Linked DNA regions of Arachis hypogaea: region 1 is linked to region 2. The links are chromatin contacts, called in public Hi-C maps. All regions are on one chromosome and are shown on one strand. Each heading gives the region's core, a stretch centred on a gene start, on an enhancer-like site or on the middle of the called end of the contact. The rest is flanking DNA. Distances are from core to core; before and after follow the strand shown.

Region 1 (5,480 bases), core at 2,642-5,141, 340 kb after region 2:
TAGTATGGGAGAAAATGGAAAGAAGAGTTTGAGATCCCCATCTAGAGAGTTTCAGAGGCATGACTTGACAGGTTAAGTACAACAAAAAGAGGAGATAATAACTTTACCTTGCGTAGCTTTTCTTCTGCCCTTTCCTTCTTTATTTGTTCGAGCTCGGCCATCAAAGCTTCAGTGTCATCCTCGTCGTCATCGTCATCGTCATCATCACTGACATAAGTTAAATGACACTTAAATTAAACTATAATTCAACTTGTTTGATTCCACAAGTTGAAGTAAGAAGTTTGGCATCAAATACCAGAAAAGGAAATTTAAAGAGAAAACGACAATAGATCCCTGACCTTTTAACTTGAACATAAATCCTGACTAATTGAAAATACAAAAACATCCTTCACCTTCTAAAACGCGAGACATCTAAGTCCCTCTGTGGGACGGAAGCATTTAGATGTCTCGCGTTTTGAAGAATGAGGGACGCTTTTTGAATTTTCAATTAGTCAAGGATTTATTTGTCTTCGAGTTAAACAATCAAAGACCTATTTGTCTTTTTCTCTAATTTAAAATGCAGCAGCCAACAATACAACAGAGGACAAGGAATTATGAGATTGAAAATATCAGCTGCTAAACAAAAATATGGAAAACAAAAATAAAAAGCACAATGTGTTAAAATGACAACATAGAATTATTCACTTGGTTTGAGCTTATTTGGATTTGTTTCGAAATAAATGTGACAAAAGGAAAACATTTAATTGCTAATCCAGTAACTTCCAATGGTGAAAAGCAATGCTAACACTTACATCCGCTAATAGTTAAGTGTCTATAAGTTATAGGATGTCATTTATATTATAGCATGAGTATATATATAAGCACCATTGCACCAATAATATATTTTGATCCATTTGTAATCACATAAGCATTATGTGAAGTCTTATACTTTGAATGTGTAAATAAAGTATCAATCAATTATTGCTTTGCAAACCATAAAATCAAACGATAAACATGCATAAATAATGAGCTAGAATTATTCCCACAAGGCTATATGCAGAAAGATATTTTGTCATGTTACTACTTTCTAATACTAGCATGCTTGCAGATTTGAAGCAGTAAAGATGATTTTAATTAAATCAGTGGCACATAAAGGATGCATGCTGCAAACTCATGCAAACACTCAATAGCTAAAATTTAACTGTATTTCAAATAGCAAACCTCTCATTGTCACTTTTGACTTCAACATCAGAATCATCTGCATCAATACTACGTGCAACAATGCGATCTTCAATGTCTCTCCTTGCACCTGTTACAATAAAGACCCACCAAATGAGAATACTGAACGTAGAATGCTGTTCTGCTTTCTCTCTTTCTATTTTTCAGTGAAAGCCCATGCTCAAAATATTTAATTTTTAACATTCGGTAAAGAGAATACCTTCCAACAAAAGATGGCTACCCTTTCCTCGATCTCCGTCATCTGCCAAAACATAGAAAATAGAATATTAGAATATAATAGCTTAGAACAAATGAACAGCTAGAAATTGACATATCCCCAACCCACAAATAATAATAATAATAATAATAATAATAATAATAATAATAATAATAGAAGCTTATCCGAGATGAGTTATTGCAGCAAAAAGTTTTTAAAGAGAATCACTATTGAAATTTTACCGTTATAAGATTTATTTTTCGATGAGAAATGCCTCCGCTCACGCTCTTCTAGCTCATCACGTAGGTTCCTTCTCTTCAATTCCTCCTCTGTGTCCTGGCCTTCTTTCCTGGCAAATTTAAAACGCATTCATTAGGGAGGAAAAGATACACCAGTTAAATGAGGGACTAACATTTTAACATGCATCATTGACATGGAGAATTTTTTCATCAGTAAATGATCAAAGGTGCAACATAACCAAAGGAGAGGAGCAATACATGAGAAAGACAGCGAACATAAAGATAATATCAAAAGTTTACACAAGAGAACATGAGAAGACGATGAAAACAGCCATGACACCCACACCTAACTGTAACCACACTGATTGAGAAGTTTTAGCAAATAAAGTTAGTAACCCTATCGCTTCAGTCACTTCACCAACATCTAATATTCTAATATATGAATTCAAAAGAGCTTTTCATTACATTAACCCAGAAAATAAATTGACCGTGATTACTTTCCAAACTTTCCATTATTCAATCTAGGGCACAGTGAAAACTTTTTTGCCCAGACAAAATTGTCCCAAATTCCATATTGCACCCTAGATGATATTACAACTGCTTCAAGGTACAAAATATATTGCAAATCATAACATCGTGCAAATATAAGCAAAGCATATACTTCTCTGTTAACCTACCCAGTTCATTCCTTATTACCTACCTATTTGGCTAATTGGCCTTTTTCTTATTATGGGTGTCCTGCATCTTCTGTTGGGAAAAACAGATACATATTTTGCTTGAATGAGTGTGATTATTCCTATGGTTGGGTGTGGCTGGTATTTTAGGTCATTCCAAATATATCTGCAGTTTATCTGACAAAAGTATTAATCTGGATATCGTTTGTGTGTTTCATCCCTAATTTGAACTAAAACTATAATGGGACCTAAAATTTTGCACCTCCAGTCTTGTTTCATATAAGAAATGAGAAATTATCATTTTTGTAAGTCCAAAAATTGCTATTAAATGTTTACTTTTGCTGCTCTAGCATGAAGCTTCCTTTTCTCCATACATGGGTGAATATCTTGCAGCATTTTATAATAAAACCTACATACTAGAGATCATTGTTTTTCTTAACCATGGAGAAGTTCTCAGAAAATCTAAGAAAAAGAGAAGTCAGGGTAATAGGTAACACTTTCCCACCATCAAAGCAACAAATTTCAATAGGAACTGATATTTAAAATTTGGAATTCGCAATTGCATTTGATTGCCGGAATAAAAAACCCAACAAAGCAAAATAGATAAGTAAATAACCAATTAGGAGGATCCATAATTTCTCATAACAAATAATACCACTTGCGACAAATCTAAAACTACAAAAGAGTTTCAACTTTCAACCTAAACTATGAAGTCATTAACTTTAAAAAGCAGATTCATACTAACACAACAGCTTGCGACTTCTCAATTAAAATCTTCACAGAAAACCTAATTCATGTTCAATCCCAAATTTCGAGTACGCGTAACGAAACCCTAGACCCTCTTTTCAATCCACACGATTACTCAACATATCACACAAAATTCAGAATTGAATACAAGAGAAATTAATTTCCGGGGCGGGGGGAGGAATCGTACCTGGGCTTGAGGGTGGTGTGGGAAGCGATGTCCCTGGAAGAGTATTTCTGTGAGGGACCGAAAATTCGGGTACCTCCTTGTTCGTTGCCACCCTTCGCCGGAGCCCATGTAGGTCGCGCTGCCGTCGTCATTTGTGGTTCTTTCTTGGATCAACGAGCTTCCTGAGACGGAGTTTTAAGGTCGTCGCTGCTTCTGATGCACGGATTTGGTTTTGTACAGTAACCGCCAGAAGATGATGCGGATGACGGAAGAGGAAGAGTAAAAAGGACAAACGAGAGGAAGGAAGAGGAATAAATACTTAAATAGTGCTATGGGATGAGAATGAGAAAGTTTTATGGGCTCTTCAGATGTATTGGTCATTTTATATTCGGCTTGGGATGAGACGGAATTTGGTCCTACCGATCTTGATCTGATTGGGCTTCACGCATTGAGATGGTTTACGACCAGTAAAATCAAACTTCATTACTTCACCAAAAACAAAAAGAAAACACTTGCAACACAACCAATACAAAAAGAAAAAAAAAAAACCCTCCCACGCTAAAAATATATGGCAATTGCCGGGAGACCAAAAAAAAAGCTGCGACTAGGATCCCTCATAAAAATAGTTAAGTCGAACAAGTAAAATCACAACTCGTAGAGAAGTGAGTCAGTTCAACTCATATAACTCACAAGTAAAGATTTTGAGTCGAGCGAGCACAATTTGTCTTTTTCTGACTCGTTTTTCTTTTTTTGTTCTTTTTTAGTATGTAAAGTTTCTTTTAAATTACAAAATCTCTTTTACTTGTATGGATAAAAAATAAAAAATTACAAAATTATGATGTAATTTTGTTTTACAAAATAAATAAAAAAAATAAAAAAAGAGTTAAATGGACCGACTTATCTAACTCATTCACTCAGACGAGTCGAGTTTAAAATTTTCTTAACTCGTTTAAAATACGGGACAATTCGTTTTTCTAATTCTTGCTCATCACAGGTAATGAATCGGCGAAAACTTGTCCACTCGTTTGTTTATTTGACATCTTTAATTGTTTTAAAATTCTTTTAAAATTAGAGTGAATTATCTTTTCTCTTGCATATTATATAAAAAATCTATTTGGTACGTCTTTAATACACAAAATAATCATACATTTAATTAATTTACACGGTTTAAATTTGATAAAAAGAATTTTTTAAAACCTGACCTAAATTAAATATATTCTAAAATGTGATTCACATGTTTTATAGTTTTAGAAAAATATAAATGATGCAATAATTATCTAGAATTTAATTTAAACATGATATTCTATATTTAAATAAAATATATAAAATAAATTATTTTATATTTTTATGTATTAAATATGCATACAATTAGATTTATTATGTGATAGTATATAAAAAAGGATAATTTAAAAAACTACTAGAGCAATTCCCATAAAAATATAATTAAACTCTCAAATTCACACGCCCAAAATTATTTCTTGAGCATTTTAATTAGGCATATTAGTCGCAATAATTAAAAATTAGTCTCATATTTTTAAACGGGTAAATATTTAACTTCATCTTTGAAATATCACCTTTTGACTTAAGTTGATGTCAAAGGACTTGAATAAATAAGTTAAAATTGAAAAATAAAAAAGAAAGGATAAATTCTGATCTTAAAAGGAAGTGTATAAGATAACATTTATAAATATTTAGAAGAAGCTATTAATGCTCCTTTTTAAAAAAGTAAAGAGTAAAGTGATAAATAAGTTCTGAAAGGATTTACATTTCGGACAAATTAGTTTCTAAAAACAAAAATAACAAATAGATGCTCAAAGATGACACATAGTGAACAAGTTAAATTCTTCCGTTGATTGATAATGTCAAATTAACAATGATGCTAATATGTAACGTTAAATATAGTAACTAAGTTCAAGATTGAAATTACACCACATCTTGAGGATAATTTAGTCCTTCTCTTGACTCAATTAAAAGCTTATCTCACGTTGAAAATGAACAGCACTAAAAACTCAACAAGCACGAAATAACAAATGGAAGGAAACGATGGAAGTGACTTGAGTAGTAGGGGAGATGCATATCATATCGAAGAGGTTCTAGCCACAAGTATGCTCCCAACTGTAACTCCCAATTGTATGCAATAATATATAAGTTCCAAACAATGGAAAATTTTAACCGGTTGTTCTTGGGATGTCCAAACTTTAGGATAATTGTTGCTTTCATTTGACAAACATTATCATCTA
Region 2 (5,017 bases), core at 288-2,787:
TGAATGGTGTGATAATAGCGTGTCATTTTTATTTCAGTAATTTGCCCTTTTATTTGTTTTATGCTTAAAAAATTGAAAAGATTCTAAAATAATAATACAAAATAGAGAGTACATTTGAACTTTGTTAAAAGAAAAAGTTGAGTATACTAAATGGTTGTTGACATGGCGAGACTTTCGAAATGCTTGTCCTAATAATGTTGTAAGCTTGCAACTTCTCTTGAGGCTTATTTTTTTCTTTTATTTTAAATTTATCCTTTTTAAGTCACCAAAAAAAATTATTAACAAATATATGGAATTATATATCATTCAAATAATAAAATTTAAAATTTTAACATTTAAATTATATTTATTTAAATTTTAAATTTTTGGGAGTAAAATATGTTAGTATTAATAAAAATTTGAAAGTATTATTTAAATAAATATATAAATATATGTATTAAAAATTTAAAATATTATTTAAATATATGTACTAAAAATTTGAATGAGTTATTTAAATTAAAAAATTTAAATTTAAATAGAATATAATTCTATTTAATTTAAATTATATTAGATTAAATCAGAATAGTTTGAATAATAAATTTAAATTAGCACCGTATAAATTAATTATTTGTATAAAATTAAATTAGATTAAAAAGTATAAATCAAATCAATATTATTCAAATCGTTTAAAATTATATTATTTTTATAATTTGAATAAATTCAAAATGTACTATAAAATATAATCTTATTTCGTTCACAGTATAAATGATAGATGTAAATATATCCTACTCACTTTATGTTGGTATATATAGTAAAACTCGTGTATAAATCGTTGGATCCTTTCCACGGTTTATGTGATTTACGTGTATTTTAAATTTGTAGAACTCCTTCCATAGTTTACATAAATTTGTAAAAAATTACATTTTCGTATCCAAATTACAAAAATTGTATTTTTATAATTTTAAAAGTCAAATATTTTATTTTTGTAAATTTCTAAAATTAATTAAGATATAGTAAAAACTTTATTATTTGACATGTTGACCAAGAATTACTGTATGTTTATAGAATATATAATTTTGTTTTGAATCTAATTTTTCTTAGGTTGTTTTATAAAAAATTTATATATACATTTAATTATATTTAAACTTATATATAATCTTAAAAAATCATTATTTTAAAAAACAAAAATAATTATATTGACTATTTAAAGTTTTTACAATATTAATCTATTAAAATTAGAATTTAATTTTGATATACTAATTCCATATAAATAGTTTTATATATGTATTCAATTAGGTAATGCTACATCAATAAAAATAACTATCTTTTATATTAATCATATAAATAATAATCTGATAAATATAATTATATAACTGTATATTTTATACTTATCAATATATTAAAATTAAATTCTTAAAATTAAACTCTTTTATTTTTAACCAAAATAAATTATAATTCAGCCTGAGATGATGATAAGAATTAAAAAGTCAAATGTCTTTCCTATCTTGTTATCAAAGATTACTCTGGCTTATAACTTTATAGTTAAGAACAGATTGTTATTTTTATTTCAGTTAAAAATCAAGTTGTCATAAAAGAAAGGGTGCTGAATTGAGGGTTGATGCCACAATAAATAAATAATCCAAAATTGAAATACGAGGGTAGTTCTCTTTGTGACGGTGGTAGGTGGAGTGTTGCGAGATCGAGGGCTTTCGTCTGTTTACTAATTTTCTCTCTCTTTTCGTGTGTCTCTGATTCTCTTTCAGTTCTTCGAAAAAACAAAATTTTCATTGCGCACAGGTTTGATTTTTCATCTTTTTTTTTTCCGTCCTTTTGCTTCGCGGCACAAAACGGTGCGTTTGATCGAGGCTGAAGCTTTGCAGTTTCCGGGTAATGCTCTTTCCTTCGAATTTTCCTCGTTGATTTGCAGGTTCTCCGATTTCGTCGATTTTGGAGTTCGCAGATCTTGCGACTTCGGCAACTCGAGATTGTGCTTGTTTTTTGGAGCAGTGAATTCTTGAGTCTTTTGGATCTCGAGTTAAAGCTCCGTTACGGAGGTTAGGATTTTTTGTTAGAAGGCGAAATTAGGGATTGTATAGTGGGAATAGGGAATTGAGTTTTTGGTTGGCAAGGATTAGGGTTTTTGGAGGAGATGGCTTCGAATCCTCCATTTCAGTTGGAGGATCAGACGGATGAGGATTTCTTCGATAAGCTGGTTGAGGACGATGATGTCCACGTGGCACCTGTTAAGCCCATGGCTCAAGATGTAAGCAGTGATTCCGATGATGCCGCCAAAGTGTTTGCAAATCTGGGAATCGGTGATGCCGATGCCACCGTCGCTTCTGAAAATTCAGGTGTTGGCAAGAGTGGGATTGAGCTGAATAGAGAAGATGATGGCAATAAATCCAATGTTGGAACCGTTGCAGGTGATTATGAAAAGGGAGGTTTTATGGCGTCCTTGAGTGAAGGGACTGTAGATCCAGGAATACATGGAACCGGATCCGATGTTTTGAAGGATTCAAATGCCAGCAAGAGCAATGGAACTGCCGGTCCAGAGATTAAGCAAGTCGGTTGGAATGCTTTTAATATGGATTCTAGTGGAGGCGAAGGCTTTTCCGACTTTTTCAGTGAATTTGGGGATCAGTCTAGTGGGGATTTTGGTGCGAAAGTGTATGGTGGTTCTAATGGTGAAGTGAAACATGATGAGGTGAAACATGATAATGGAATCCAAAGTGATGGATTTAACAGTTCGGTTACGTATGCCCAATACCAAGAGGGTCAAGCTTATGATGCATCTCTTGGAAATAGCACAAGTGGTCAAGATCTCGGTAGCAGCCAGGACTGGGAGAGTCTTTATCCTGGATGGAAGTATGACTACAATACTGGGCAATGGTATCAAGTAGATGACAATGCAACAGCTGCAACTCAGGGAAGCACTGATGGCAATGCAGCAGTGGCAGCAGGTTGGCCTGCTGCTTCTGATGCTGCAGCAGAGATCTCCTATGAGCAACAACCTTCTCAGTCAATTGCAGGAACATTAGCCCAATCTGGTACAACTGAAAGTGTATCTAACTGGAATCAGGTTTCGCAAGGGAACAATGGGTATCCAGAACATATGTATTTCGATCCTCAATATCCCGGTTGGTATTATGACACAATTGCCCAAGAATGGCGCTCATTAGATACTTACAATTCATCAGTTCAATCCACGGCTCAGGGACTAGAAAATGGTCATGCTTCTACTGGTTCTTTTTTGCATACGGATAATAATTTGTATACAGAATTCGGCCAAGCTGGCAGTTATGGCTCACAGGATGTTAGTGGTCAAGCTGTGGATGGCAGATGGAGTGGTTCGTATGGTGTTAACCATCAGCAAGGCTGGAACACTTACACGACTGAATCTGTTAATAGAAGTGGGGATCATGCATCTTCTGTTGGAAACAAGCAATTGGATCATTCTTATGGATCAAGTATTTCTGTAAAAGATCAACAGAGTACTTCTAGTTCATTTGGATCAGTTCCTATGTATAATAAAGTGAACCACAATCATCATCAATCTAATGGTAGTGTTGGAGTGCAAAGCTTTGCTCCTAGTGCAGATCATACTCAACATTTAAATTATTCAAATACAAAGTATGATGAGCACCAGAGTTTCTCAAATGATTACGCTGAAAGTCAGAAATCCTTTAGTTACTCCCAGCAATCATTTCAGAGCGGGAATCAGTATTCTTACGCTCCTCATGCTGGAAGATCATCAGCTGGACGTCCTCCCCATGCCTTGGTGACCTTTGGATTTGGTGGAAAACTTGTTGTAATGAAGGATTCTAGTCTCATGAGCTCATCCTTTGGTAGCCAGGTTAATTCTTAATTTGCTCTAAAGTGTTTTGATCTATGCTTACATAGTTAAATCTTAATTTAGTTTCTACAATGATTAACTCTATCATTGGCTTTCTCTGAAGGATGCTGCTGTTCAAGGTTCAGTTTCTGTGTTGAACGTGATGGAAGTTGTCAGGGGAAGCATGGGTTCTTCCAGTGATTATTTTCATGCACTGACCCAGCAATCTTTCCCAGGACCTTTGGTTGGTGGGAGTGTAGGAAGTAAAGATTTGTACAAATGGATAGATGAGCGGATTGCAAACTGTGGATCACCTGATATGGATTATAAGAAAGGTGAAAGGTTGAGACTCCTTCTCTCCTTGCTTAAAATAGCCTGCCAACATTATGGGAAATTACGTTCTCCATTTGGCACAGATACCATACTGAAAGTAAGTTAAATCTATATGCTTGTGAATTATTTATCGTTTCCTTGTTTTTTGCCGTTGTTCATTTAATTTTCCATACCTTTAACAATGAAGTTCTGTTGAGAGATGTTATGTGCATTGAAGCAACTGCAAAAGTATTAGTTTCTGCTGTTATATGCATAATTGCATATGTTGCACACCTAGTTCTCTACCTTCTATATTTGCTACCCTTCATGTTGCTGTACTATTGATGCAAATGGAATCTACCTTTTCTTTTTCCTGCATGTTTCAGTCAACTCTTTTTGAACGCTTTATTAAATTATAATTGATCTCCAACGTGGCTTCTATTCCCTATTCTCTTTCCATGGTTTAACAATTATGGAAAGCTGATTTCTCATTCATAGTGCTGTGTGTTAACAAGGAAAGAATTTGGGTAGACGTGGACAGTGGTATCCACTCTAGCTTAGCAAGAGGAGGACAGTTTTATGGCTTTTAAGGGGTGCTAATATAAGGTTTCAAACGTTCTAATAATAATAATAAGTTAATAACAAGGCCTCAAATGCATATAGGCAGACTGAAGGAATTCAGTTGGTGATTAATTTGGCTGCTGTAACTGTCTGGATTATCTGTACCCAACGCCCTGAAATATTTTTGGTTGATTTCGATTAGTTATGAATTATGATTAACTTTATTACTTATCATGTTCCTTTAGTTTAAATTCAGAGTCATTAATGTTGTAATGCTGTTCATCTCATGAAAAACCAGGATTGGTAACTTTTGGAATTAAATGCAGGAAAATG

Evidence for each region. A called contact is a pair of places that touch in the nucleus more often than the background predicts.
Region 1: a Hi-C map of leaf shows a contact between it and region 2, with 2.1 times the contacts expected there. The contact joins the promoter of LOC112802770 here to the promoter of LOC112802706 in region 2. A contact is called at or near these places in 2 of 8 Hi-C or Micro-C datasets (both in leaf).

What each region holds. Positions count from the first base shown.
Region 1 is chr1:39,598,623-39,604,102 of arahy.Tifrunner.gnm2.J5K5, forward strand. LOC112802770 reads right to left here and starts at 3,892. Exons shown (of 7, transcript XM_025846113.2): 1 at 3,262-3,892; 2 at 1,657-1,763; 3 at 1,418-1,459; 4 at 1,201-1,288; 5 at 108-207. The coding sequence starts at 3,392.
Region 2 is chr1:39,264,809-39,269,825 of arahy.Tifrunner.gnm2.J5K5, forward strand. It overlaps LOC112802706 (protein transport protein SEC16B homolog), which reads left to right and starts at 1,538. Exons shown (of 14, transcript XM_025846046.3): 1 at 1,538-1,776; 2 at 1,907-3,832; 3 at 3,936-4,241; 4 at 5,011-5,017. The coding sequence starts at 2,129.